2 separate regions of the Zea mays genome follow, and region 1 is linked to region 2. Evidence: chromatin contacts called from public Hi-C data. All regions are on one chromosome and are shown on one strand. Each heading gives the region's core, a stretch centred on a gene start, on an enhancer-like site or on the middle of the called end of the contact. The rest is flanking DNA. Distances are from core to core; before and after follow the strand shown.

Region 1 (7,057 bases), core at 4,075-6,574, 300 kb before region 2:
GCGAAGGGAAGGTGTTTTTTCGAACCTTCAGTTAAAGGTCTTCGTTCACGTCGCAGTCTAAATTTGTTACAAAGAAACAAATTAATACTGCGAGGGGCTACTGTTGGTGGCCTTCCTCTTCCGAAGGTCCTCAAAAACATAATTGACCATTTGTTTTCAGCATAAGCTATTACAGTGATCTTCGTCTTCAGGATGGAAGTCTTTTCTTCATGATGAAGGCATATGAAATGAAGATATGATCTAAGGATGAAAAGAATAAATGTCGAAGCTATCGCTAGAGTGACAACTTTGGCTTGTAATGGTGATGAAGTATGATGATGATGCTGACCGAAGGAGAAAAATATTACTTAATTAGTCCTTAATGACTTATATTACGATCATAAGTGAATATCAGGGACATAATGTACTTTTACCCGGGCTGTGTCTCGTGCCTATAAATAGATGAACAGTAGCACCATACTGTTCACACTGATTTGTAATCTCTCTCTCGCATCAAGACCTTGGAACAAGCCGAAGGTATCAATGTAATATAAATCTTGTTGATATTCATACATGTTTTATGGAATGCAAATACGAATGAATCAATGAGTTATACTTGATGTTTTCATCTCTTTGCATTCTTGTTTATATATAAGATGATGAAGGCATGTCCTTCATGACCTTCGTCTAATGATCATTATGTCCATGAGGAGATAATGCTTCGGAAGACGAAGGTCCTTAATACCTAACAATTGTGTTGACTTGTTCTTGATTCATAGCATTGGAGAACAAGTGACCAACAGCAACCGCCAGTGCAAATAGCATTTCCACTGGCGATTCTTTTAACGAACCGCAAGTGGAAATAACTTTCTACTGTCGGTTGTCTTAATAAACCTCATTTGAGAAAATAGATTAGAAACCTAACTACTCTTCTCTCCGACACATGGTGAAAGCCTACTTCCAAAATGTGGCAAAAATTGAGCAAAAATGAACAAAAATTGGCAAGCGAAACATAATTAAACCAAACTTTCCTAGCAACTAATTAAAAAATCTTAATTACCAATCGTATCTTCCTCTCTCTCCAAACAAACACATGCACCATTCATTAAACAACTAAATATATGTTGGATAAACTAAATTGAGAACTAAACATGAAAAGGGAGAGAGGAGAGACAACATCTAACCATCTTAAGCAACCTCATTTGAGGAAATAGAGAAAATAACCTAGCTACTTTCTCTCTAACACATGGCGAAACCCTAGATCCAAAATGTGACTAAAATTGAGGAAGAATGAACAAAATTTGGCAAGAGAAACATAAACCAATCTTTCTTAGCAGCCTTAATCCAAAAAATAAAGATTAACATCTCTCCCCTTGTATTTTGCGAAACCTGGAAGAAAATCGCGGCAATTGCAGGTGGCTGCGAGAAACAATGGAGTATCGGGGAGAAGTGATACTTATACCAAAAACATCATTGGTGGTTCATTTTATTAACCGGATGTGAAAAATGTTTTCACTAGCGGTTCAATTAATAAAACCACCAGTGAAAATCATCCATTTCCATTGGTCGTTTAGTCACTTGAACCGCCAATGAAAATAGACGATTTTAACTAGCAGTTTAATTAAGCAAACCGCCAGTGAAAACTTGTTTCCACTGGCGGCTCTGGTACCGGGGCCACCTATATACCTTCTCTGACGCGCGATAACCAAAACCACCTATAAAATTAGATCCACCGCAGTCTTAGAGCTCTTTTCAACTAGCGGTGAAGGGATGATGGATGATTCAAATAATATTGTCCATTAGATTTGAGTGGGTAAGTGAGAGGGGGTTATCCAACGATCTAATCCATTGGTTTTGAAGGTGTGTTATGTCTGGGTGCAATTTGTTTGGTGGATTTAGAGGATGTTATGAGTGTGGAAATGATTTGGTTGGGTGGGTTTTGCCAAGTTTAATCTAGTGGATTATATAGTGGTATAGATAATCCTAGTCATCGAATGTAACACCCCTGATGTTACGAGAACTAAAAATTTGTCATGTCATCATATGCACTCACATTAACTTGCTTGATACACTTAGAATGCATTCACTAGGATCCAAAATAATTTAAGTATGATGTTGTGATTAGTGAAGGACCTGGTTTTGAAAATCTCAGTTTAGAGCTCCAAAAGTGGAACTTGTGATTTGGCAATAATTTGCCAAAAGATCAAATTACCGAAGTTATAGAGTTCTCCAACCCAAACAACTTTCAGGTATAGAGATTTACATGTTTTATAGGAAGAAGTGGAGAAAACTCAAAAATAAACTTTTTAGACCTAAGGTTGGATGGCTGGAAACATTATCAAGTAGATGTCTTTGAATCTTCATACATTTTGATATATAGGCAATTTGAAGATGGTCACAGTAGCAAAGCTGTAGAGCTACACTAGATGTGTAATTTTGTTTAAGCTACTTAACCCTAAATTCATATGGAACGAGGTGGAAAACTGGTCCAAAGTGGGAATGTCAGAATCTGAATTTCAGAGTGCAATATCTGAGACTAAAGATTTTATATGCTGAAGCAACTTTGGAAGCCTGTTGGTGGCTGATCCATACAGCTATGGATTATAGTTTATGTACCAAAGTGGAAGACCACATGATGGGGTATAAGTTTGGTTAAGGTTCATACCCCTGAAACTATTTGGAACTGGTAGAAACAGTGGTCCAAAAACATAGTGTTTACTTTTGGATTTTCAGACTTGGTGAAAAACCAAAGTCTGAATTTGTGTGTTTAATGCCAACTTTGGGCTTTGATGGTTTGGAATTCATATGGTTCTAGCTAAGGGTCATTGTACCAAACTTGTGTAGCAACATGTGGAGCACCAATTTGATTAAGCAACTTGGCCTCAGAAGCATTTGGAACTTGGAGAAAAGGGTGAGGTTGTGTCGTTTCGAAGAGAGCAAGAGAAGTTCAAAGACCTTGTTTAAAATCTAGTACAAACAAGCAACTTTTAAACCAATGGAAATTTGGACATGAGCTCTATACACCATATATCAAAGTTGTGGAGCTTGGAAAAGTGAACAATTTTCATATTTGGGGCTCTCTAAGTAATGTGGGAGAATTTGAAGTAATTTGCAAAAGTTCATATTTGGGGTCAGTTGGAATCAGCACAAAACAGTTTTGTTTATCTGTTTTTGGATCCCTGTAACTTTTAATCCATGAGTATTTTGGAAACAGTTGCTATAACAAACCTGTAGAGTAACTATAGGAGATCAATGTTTATGAAATGTAGCAGCCCTAAAACCATATGCAACTAGGAGAAAAAGGTGTTCAAAGTGGGACTGTGAGACTTCTGGATTTTCAGACTTTGAATAGTTGCCTAAGTCTGAAATAAGTGTTTTTAGTGCCATTTTGGGGCTGTGTGTTGCCTGATCTAGGCAGTTTTGGACCATGGTTTCTATGGGAGAGTTGAAGAGAATATGTCAGTGAACAAATTTTGATGTGTGAGTTATGCTTGATCTGACCCAAAACATGGAGTAAAAGTTACTCAAAAGTAGGCTGTCAGTTTACATGGACTGAACTTTTGTTCAGTTAACAGACAACTGAATTTCAGCGATTGGTGCCCTGTTTAGAGCACTTGTGTGGCCATTCCATTAGGTTTTAAACTATAAATTATATAGAAACGTTGGAGATCATAAGTTAGTGAACAAGTTTCCTTAAATAAGTTTGATTTGGTGCTGCACCAAATTTGGAGTAAATTGTGCCCAAACTCTCTCTGTCTGGTGTTGATTTCAGTTTTTGTTTCAGCTAGCTGAATCTGAATTCTTATATTTTCACCCCATTTTGGAGCACCATAACTTTTGATCCATGAATCTTTGACCTAAGGCTGCTGCAGCAAACATTTAAATCTATGTGTTGGGAACAATCTTTGTTAACTAAGATTGGCATGTATTTCTTGCATTAGTGAGGATCAAAGCGGTTAAAGGTAGGGGTTCAGTTGATTAGTGCTGAATTCAGTTTTAAGTAACTGAAAACTGGGTTCAGTTTTTGGGAGCAAAAAAAAAGCTTTCCACGCTGCAGCTTTGTTTCCCTTGTCTATGATTTGAAGCTGTGATTTAAAATGCAAAAGGCTAGTAGTTGAAAGGGGATTTCAAGTCAATCCATTAGCTGGGCGTGTTGTGGTGTGAATTTGTTTTAGTTGGACAGGAGGGAGGGGAAGCGGCGTGCTCAAACTGCACATCGGCATGAGCTTGCTTGCTTGTCCTGTGTGCTCAGCATAGAGGATAGATATGAGGCTTCAAATATCTGAGTATTGAGAGGAAACTTTGGGGCTCTGAAACTTTTGACATGTGTGTTTTAGCAAGACGGTAGACTTTGCTTTGTGAGAATATTTGGTTAGCCTTGGTCGATTTGTTGCTGTTGGAAATAGAGAGATAAAGGGGTAAACAGAAGGGGTTCAGGTGGACACTGGAGTGTTGGACTCAAATGAATTCAGTGTTGGTTTCTAACTCTGAAAAGATCTTTGTATCCCTGCTGTGCTCCACTGGTTTGTCAAGACTGAGTTATGGATGAGTATTACAGAGAGTGGCTGTGGAGCTTCTAGTGTCTGATGGGTTTCACTAATGAAAATATCTGCACATGGGTGGAATTCAGAGTTATCCGATAAAATCCTTACCCATTGCCGGACCTGGTTCACTGCCCCGCTGTCCCTTTGAACCAGCGTGGTGATGGGTGAGTAAAGCCACGTAGCCAAGCTCATGCAACCATTGACACCTCAGGGCCCTTGTCTTGCGTGGTCTGATCATGCTCGACCGGCGTCTGTTTGCCTGCTCCATATTGCCACAATCTTGGTTCAGTAAAGCCCTACCTCTATCCCCGGGTCTAACCCAGCTCACCGTGTGTTGTTGTGTTTCATGTTCCCACGTCTACGTTAATCCTCCCATGTCACCCCAGTTGTTTGCCCAGGTCTATCGCGCGCCGTCTTCCTGTAGCCTGTGACCACACCGTCCAGTTTCCCCACCCTGCCGTGGCCAGGGCTTTCCGGGGGGTTGTTTGTTTGTTGTGTGCATGTTCCATCATCCCCTTGGGTCAGTGAAACTCTCCGAGCTTCCCTTTCCATCTCTGCCGCAATAATTCCTCGGGAACATCGTGGCGTCGTCGGTGATTACCGCTTGGGGCAACCTCGTCGTGGCCGGCCTTGTTGGGAACTGGTTGCGTGCACGCTACGGATCAATCCACTTCGGGGTGAGCCACTGGTGCTTTCCCTCTTCTTGTTTCGAGCTCTATCATGCTGTTGGACAGTGTGTTGCTGCCGGAGTTTGACGCCACCGCCGGTGCGTGCGAAGGAGGACGCGGGCGCGTGCGTGGTAGAGCTTTGGGCTTCCTGGCGCTAGTTTTCTCTGGTGCTGGGCCAATTGGGCCAGTTCCGGCCCAAGCTTTGTGTATTGTTTTTCTTTGTTATATGCCTGATGCCTTGTTTATTATGCCAGAAATCGAAGAAAATTGCAAAAATGATAGGACAAATTTTGTTAGGTGTATAAAATCAAACACTCTCTGGTAGAAACATTCTTGGAATTTTTGTAGAAAATATATATTTTTAGAGGAATAAAAGGTGCCGTAAAATGCTTATCTGAAATTTTAGTAACAATAATACAGCACTAAAAAGTTATGAGAAAAATTATGTAAGCTTATGTTGAGCATATGAACCTTTGGTAAAAATTTGGAGCTGTTAGGACAAGATTTGCTTAGCAAATTAATTATTGCTCAATAAAGGAAAAGAGTTTTACCCCTGGGTAATTAAGGCACCTGATGTCTTAGTAAAGAATGAAATTGTTTAGCAAGTTTTGGATGGTTAGATGAGTTCTAAGGATAAGTAGCTACCTGGTAGTTATGGCTTGTGATGATAGCTTGCATGTTAAGTCTAGGAGTAATATGTGTTGTCTCCTTTGCAAGTTGCATATTTCTAGTTTAAGCAAGCATTCATATTCATATCATTTCATGTAGAACACCAAGAACGAGAATTGGTCCTTGTGAAGAAGGAACCTACTCCAGTGCTATTGATCCAGGGATGGGCCATCTAACTGATCATCGTGTTAGAAGTATCTAGAACCTCTTCTCTGCAACAAAGGCAAGCCTCGGTGCATTTGCCCCTTCCTTGTGTTTTAAATGTTTTATCACCTTAAATGATGCATTAGGTGATAGGAGTTGTGTGATGAACAATTGATGCATTACCATTCCTTGGAATTTGAATACTATACCTTGATCCCTGATTTATAAAAAGAACTGATAATGCTTAACCCTGCTTAGAAACTGAAAAATCCTTTGTTTTCAAAAACAATGGTGTGGAACATTGGTTATGGGCTTTTTGATTCAAAAACCAAAACAAACTAAGGTGATGAATCCTCTATGGCTGGAGTGGACTCGGCACTCGAAAAGAGTATCCCTGCCGGGTACCAAAAATGGGAAAAGGGTTTGAATAAATCTAGACCAGACGTTGAGCAGACAAGGTCGCCCGTCTGTGTCGGTTAAGGATCGTACCGTTGACTGGCCTGTTGTGGTTGAGACTTTGCAAATAGCAACATACCCTGGTATGGGATAGGGTAAGCTTGAACTCGGCTATTCCATACGTGAAGAGACAATCGCGCACTAGGAGTAGAGAGATGGTGGGAGTAGCATGTACCCTCCTGGCATAGTAGCACGCCTGGTAGGGTAATGTGCTCTCGGTTGGCGCGGACCTGTTCATGTAGTGGAGGACACCGTGAGAACGGTTGACATATGCAAGGGTTAAGTGGTACATATGCCGTGTGGTTAGAGATCCGTAGCTGGGTATAATCGGTTTGAATCGTCGTTGCTCCTTGGTTATGGAGACTCATCCCGGAGACCATCCTCGTAGTTAGCAAGTGAAATATGAGAATGAATAAAATGCAACTAGTATAGGCCAAGTGCTTGAACTAGACCAGGCAAATATAGATTCAGGTAATAACCTAACTAGTGAAATAAAACTTGGCTTAAGGATCAACTGGTAGCAAGCTTTTCTGCAAAAGGAGTCTTTGATCATTGATCAACTTTACCTTGATTCCCAATCAGCTACCATACCCTTGA
Region 2 (6,702 bases), core at 1,289-3,788:
GCCAAGAGCTGTCCCTAAGCACTACCAACTGGCACGCTTCACGATACATAGGAAAGGTGACTGACTAGAGATGAGAAGTACCTTAGGGAACAAAGCAAATAAGATAAGAAATAGAAATGGCTTGCTACCTGAGGAGTGTCACTCGATGATCAAGCACAGAGAAGAATTTCGCTTGAGTCGGGCATGTCGTTACACTGAAATGAAAGAAGAGGTGAGCAGGTGTCAATCACACAATCATAGTGATATGAAATGGGAAACTCAACACATATTCACGAGAGATTTGGTAAAGTGACAATGTAGGGTATGAGTGTGCCAAGGATAAAGGTATGAAACACTTTAAAATGAATATTATTAAGGGATGTGGCCCAAGGTAAAGATTTTAATATGGTCTGGTGACAATTGAGTGAAATTTGAAAGTGGACACAAGGGATGTGGCACAAGGTATTAATTGAAATGAGTAATGATACAGGTGTTTGATATGAACCTGAGTTGATTTTTGAAATTGGAATCCATGATATAATCAACTTGACTCATGTTATGCGAGTTAAGTGTAAATAAGACCCTATAGAGAGTGGAGGTGACAAGAGATATCCAATAGGTCGGGTTTTGGCTTTGAAAACTGTTTAGAACAATTAATCGACCACCTTGTGTGCGTAAGATACAACAATGATGGAAAGTTTCTAGAAGTGAGGGAAAAACCCCGTAGGACATAGACCAGCAAGGAGAGAAGATTCACAGAACACATGCACACACAGGCAACCACAAAAGAGCTGGAAGATTTGACAAATTTCAAAGCTACACGAGGTGGAGATCTTGGCGTAGATTACATGTAGGGGAGCCCTTGCACTCTACCGTGTTTGCGCTATTGGAGCGAAGGATGGCCACTATAGGGGCTCTTCAGCTCAAAGGCTACCCGGAGGGCTGTCACATCCGATCCACCGACATCTTACCCTTCAAATTAGTAGATCCCACAAGAGCATGCGAAGACCCTAGACCTTGAGACTGGTTGCAGCTAAGGCGCTAGAACTTCACTCCCCAGGTCAAATTCTTTGAGGGAGTGGATGGGAGCAAGACCCACAAGATAAGACTGGGTCCACCTGCTAGGCCCTCGGACCCTCTATTCAGGCCCCCTAGTGGGGTAGACGATTTGGTGTAATTAGGTGCGCACTAATACTATACTGTAATTACCCTATTGCACATCGTATCCTATGAATGCAGTAGGTAACCATGGGTGTTGGTTACCTGCTTTGATTCCTAAAGGGGACCAAACATGACAACACAACTAAAAATAAAAGACCTTCGTGGCTTCGTTCATTCGATCTATTTAATGGGTAGATTAGAGGAGGAAGATTATTATAATTGTAGACCTTCGAACAATAGAATAAAAGTGCTTAAGGGAGATCATTACTGGTGTACTTCCTCTATTATTCTTTCTTGATTATAAATGGTTACATGCGTACCTTCAAAGAGTTGAGACAGTGATACAAAAGGTAAGGAAATAATATAGCTTCGGAGGCGGATCACTCTCATTTTCCCCTCTGACCGCCTCTCTCTCTGCATGACACTGTACCTCTATTTTTAGTGATGAGTCGGAGTACATTTTGTATAAAATTACAAATATGTCCTCAGTTACTATACATATAAACTACAAGATTTTCTAAGGGCACCATCGTCTTCCTTCCTTCATAGCAACGCTTATCAAGCTTCCGGGTTCTTCCTTCGCCTTAGGCCGTTCATCACTTCGCGCCCAGACCATGAAGCCAAACCCTTAGCTTCGCCTTCGCATGTGTTGTCGAGACAAAGGTGGTCTTCACTATTCCATCGGAACACCTGAAATGGATTTAGAGGTGATTCTCAACTTAATATTTCGAGGACCTTCGGCAAGAGAAGGCCTCCAACAAGGAGTACAATAGTATTTAGACCTGTGTCCTCCTGATTACCCTATAAATACTTTGTGTGGACATGCTTGACAAGATGTTCCAGTTCTCATGTCTACCGTTTTGTCATGCATTGTGTTCTCACCTGCTTGAGCCCATGTGTCAGGTCCCAACATGCTCCTTTGGAACGCATGATTCTCAAAACACAGGAATAGGAAAAACACATGATTAGAACGCACATATCACTAGAATTATACATGAATTTATAATACAAAAAGTCACAAAATATGTGTTTGGATCATACACACAAAATAGGAATACAAGACATAAAAGAAATAAAACATGAGGGGATCTCATGCTTATTTTCCACCAAAATTGCTATAAAGGATATCATTTCATAGGAATTTTAAAGGATTCAATCCTTTGTTGCAATGCTCTCATAGGAAAACTTTTCATAAAAATTGAATCCTATAAATTTCCTTTATTTTTTCTCCATTCTAACGACTAACGTACCTTCAGCACACAGGAAGAATGTTTACACGATTTTGTCATGATTTTTCTCACGTTTGCCCCGTTATGGCTCCGTTCTCGTAAATAACAATAACATTCTCGCATATACAGTACAATATTTCACAAGGTTTCTGCCCAAAATTACGGCCCCTCTCTTTCTCTCTCTGACTACCTCCGTATGAGGCAGCTTGTGCTCGTTCGAGACTGAGACACCCCAACACGCCTCCCTCAGCGCAGATCTCGCCGCCGCCGAGATGCTCCGCCGCGGCGTGCTTCTTCTCGCGGCCATCCTCATCGCCGTCGCACACTCGCCCCTCGCGTACGCCTCGGAGGCCGAGCACAAGGTGCCCCTTCATCCCAACCCTAGATCTGAACACTCCCTTGGCTGGATCCGTTGAAGCGTCGCGCCGGATCTGGGTGCCGAGCGCCGCTGGCCCACTGCGTGCTCAGTACGACGGGGTGACTTTGCTCTGTAGCTCTGTGGCGCGAAATTCTGGGCGCAACAGATTTGGAGTCATGAGCGAGATACGGTTTCGGGGTTGTTTTGGGAACTGGTTGCTTTGATCCTGGCTGCTCGGGGGCCGCATTCAGACAAAATTTTGTTCCTTTTTGTTTGCATGCAACTTTTGGATAGTGTTAACATTCTCGTGGACAAACAGCTGGTTCTAGTTGCGTCAAATGTAGGCCTCGTGTAAATTTTAATGTATATATATAGGTGACATCTCTTTGCTTACAATTGCATGCATTTTTTGGTTTTTCATTCACATTATCAGGTGGTGCGTGCAGTGGCGGACCTAGGTTTTTTATATAGGGTGTGCCGTACAAAAAAATATATACAATTATATATGTTTCTCTCTTGGACTTCAAAAGAATCAACACAGCAAGTGGCGCGCGCCATGAAAGCTGTCGGGCATGCTGCAGCAGGGCAGCATTGGGCGGGCGCGCAGCAGCTGGTCAGCGCTGGGGCTAGGCGCGCGGCGTCCTGGCGGCGCTAGGGCTGGGCACAACGTCCTGACGGCCGGCGGCTAGAGATGAGAATGCTGGTCGCGCTCGGGCTCGTTAGTGTGAAGGCTGAAGCGGGTCTTGGTGGGCCGGCTCCGGCTTAGGATGTGCCGCGGCCCACCTGGACCCCTCTGTGGGTCCGCCCCTGGGTGCGTGTCATGTTTAGGAAAGGTGAAAATGCATGCGGATCATCGCGGGCTTACAGTTGGTATGCTGCACTTTAATATGGTATTTATCGTGGGGATTTCAGATAAGCGCTCCCATAGGGAGATTACTAGTCGAACATGATGTGGTGGCATTTGACTTGATAGTTCAAAGGCGAATACATCTCCATTCTTCATTTTATTTTGTTACATTTCTGGACTGGAATACTCACAGTTGGCTAAGAAGTGATGAGCTTTAGCGCAGTGGCAGGTCCTTGCGGCAGCATCCTGGGGGGTGGCAGTTCTATTTTGGACATTATTTTAGTTTGATGCTGAGTGTAACTGCATTTAGACCTTTCAGAGTAATTACTTTTGGGTAGTCTTCTGTAATGCGAGTGTTACTTTGTGATGTAAAAAAAAATTCGACCTGTAGCGGTAAGATCGCCCCCATGACATTATGTTAAGAAGAAAACCTTCTCACGTAGGTTGAGAAAACCCCCGAACCCCTGCCCCACCCATACACAGCGGCACCGTAGCCCATATGGGAATGACCGGGGCTGGGCCTTAAACCTGTGCTTTGGTGTGGGACAAACGAGGTTTTTTTTTACCACAGCCTGAAAATTTGCTCCCATGGGGAATCGAACCTAGGACCTGAGGAGTGCTACTCAGACCCTTTCGCTTACTCTATGATGTAAAGTCAGGCCTTTATGTCTTTAGACAAACTTGTGGTTGGTAAGGTAAAACGATATGTGGATTATGGAAGTCCTAGTTTGACTTCTTAGTGCTTACCCTTTTATTTCTGGCTAGAAGGCTGCTCTGTTTTGAGTCCATGAAATACATACATTTCTGATGATTAGTGGTTAGAAGATTGAATCCTTGGATTTAAGAAATGTCTGAGTTTTTCACCCTGATATGGTTGGGGCTGTTTCAAATTAAACATTTAGTGGTCATGATCACCATGCTTCTATATCTTTCACTGTTACCCTTGATGCTACAATATTCAGAAAACTTGTTTCCTACAACCAGAACCAGTTTAAATTTTGCTGTCTTTTCAGAATTTACCTGCACTGAATTTAACTATGACGATAATGCCTTTACCTACTAAATCATTGCAGCTTATAATATTTTTCTTATGTGCAGTATAAAACAGAAGAACCTGTTAAGCTATGGGTAAACAAGGTTGGGCCTTACAATAACCCTCAAGAAACTTACAACTATTACAGTCTCCCGTTTTGTCAACCATCTGAAAACCCTGCACATAAATGGGGTGGTCTCGGAGAGGTCCTTGGTGGAAATGAGCTGATTGATAGTCAGATCGATATAAAGTTCATAAGTATGCTTGCCTTATCTTGACATCCTCCTGAAGTTTGTTTTTTCTTGGACTGTGTATTGATGCATGTTTGTTTCTGTGACTGAATTGATTTATTTTGTTGGCTTTTCATTTTATTGTTTCTTTTGTTTTAGAAAATGTGGACAAGGGGGCCATTTGCACAATTGAACTTGATGTTCAAAAGGTTCAGCAATTTGCTAATGCCATTGAAAACTCATATTGGTTTGAGCTTTTCATAGGTATGGGAAATCATCGTTTATTTTTATTCTGATGCACATTTTTTGGACGCTTTATCTTGTTTCTGACATTCTTTGTCTCCACATTTTGCTCCAATGGCTACCGTGGTTCCATAACCTAGATGATCTGCCATTGTGGGGTAGGTGGTTTTATACCTATTCATTTCTGTTGCACGAAGTCTTTCTATTTTCTTTTGAAATAATGGAGCCGTTTTCCCTCTGAGCAGGTTTTGTTGGGGAGACTGACAAAAACAATGAGAAAAAGCACTACCTTTACACTCACAAGAACATTGTTGTTAAATACAATGGTAACAGGGTATGTGTTGTATATAACCTTAAAAGGATTACCTGAGACCTATATGTTGGCTAATTAAATTCTTTATAGATAATTCATGTGAATCTAACACAAGAGTCACCTAAGCTTCTTGAAGCTGGCAAAAAGTTGGATATGACTTATTCAGTGAAGTGGGTGCAAACAAATGTGGCATTTGCACGGCGCTTTGAGGTTTACTTAGACTACCCGTTCTTTGAACACCAGGTAATTCTTGCTTGCACCAGGGCAACATACCCAAGGTTATTAAAACGATAAAACGCTGAAACGCTCATGGGTGAAGTTGTGACTTTTAACGTTTAAACTTCGTTTAAACGTAGTTTTAAACAACATAGGAAAAAATACCAATATATCATAATTTTAGACAATAACATGAAGTTAAATACCAAAACAGAGAGGTTAGTGGGTTACCAAAACTTCACCCATGAGCTGGATTGGACCCAAAAGTAACTAACAGACTGGGCCTAAATGTAGCTAGTGGTCTAAAACGCATGAAACACTGCATTTTACAGTTTAGAACGCCAAAACGTGGTTTCAACCTCTGATTATTATTTTGGCGTTTAAACGTAGTTTTAATAACACCGAACATACCATTTCAAAAGTGTACACTTTGCCACTTTGGTCTTTCCTCGGCTCTGACTAATGTGGACCTTGCTATCTGTCTGAAGTAATTACAAGATGGCTGACCCTTTTTTCCATGTTTAGATTCATTGGTTCTCCATCTTCAATTCATTCATGATGGTTATTTTCTTGACTGGTTTAGTGTCAATGATATTGATGAGGACACTAAGAAATGATTATGCAAAATATGCTCGTGAAGATGATGATCTGGAATCACTTGTAAGTTCTGAACCTGCAATCCGTAGCACATCGATATGGTTATATATTTCTCATTTTGTCTGCTAATATAACTCATTGTTTGTCTTTTTGCGTTTTTACAGTCTAGATGAATGTTTAACCATTAATTTTATCTATTTCATATGGTAATTCTAAAAGTAAAAAGTCCATTAGCCAAACATTGTAAATTATTATAGAAAAACACCCATTGTTTTAATGTCAGCAATCTAATATTTATGAAAGAAATAACAAATCAATTTGTCAAAAATAAAATTGAATCATACAAGTTCCAAGTAACAACAAGTAACAAGTTTTTCTTTGACTCGATGGATCGTTTAGGATTAAGATACAGTTTTCCTTTTTCAGGAGCGAGATGTTAATGAAGAATCCGGGTGGAAGCTTGTCCATGGTGATGTGTTCCGGCCTCCTCGTGGCC

What was found. A called contact is a pair of places that touch in the nucleus more often than the background predicts.
Region 1: a contact with region 2 is called in a Hi-C map of leaf, with 5 times the contacts expected there. The contact joins the enhancer-like site here to the promoter of LOC100192672 in region 2. A contact is called at or near these places in 2 of 25 Hi-C or Micro-C datasets (leaf and tassel).

The regions. Positions count from the first base shown.
Region 1 is chr2:135,359,763-135,366,819 of Zm-B73-REFERENCE-NAM-5.0, reverse strand. No RefSeq gene overlaps it. Among protein-coding and RNA genes, the nearest start is that of LOC103648929, 43 kb to the left of the region's middle. Within about 2 kb of position 5,324, at least 7 of the 20 cell types and tissues checked have an H3K27ac peak or open chromatin away from gene starts, as enhancers often do. A contact at or near this core is called in leaf, where this site is marked.
Region 2 is chr2:135,055,785-135,062,486 of Zm-B73-REFERENCE-NAM-5.0, reverse strand. LOC100192672 (transmembrane 9 superfamily protein member 3) reads left to right here and starts at 2,538. Exons shown (of 12, transcript NM_001137880.2): 1 at 2,538-2,731; 2 at 4,673-4,865; 3 at 4,997-5,101; 4 at 5,221-5,238; 5 at 5,326-5,414; 6 at 5,484-5,636; 7 at 6,135-6,269; 8 at 6,633-6,702. The coding sequence starts at 2,642.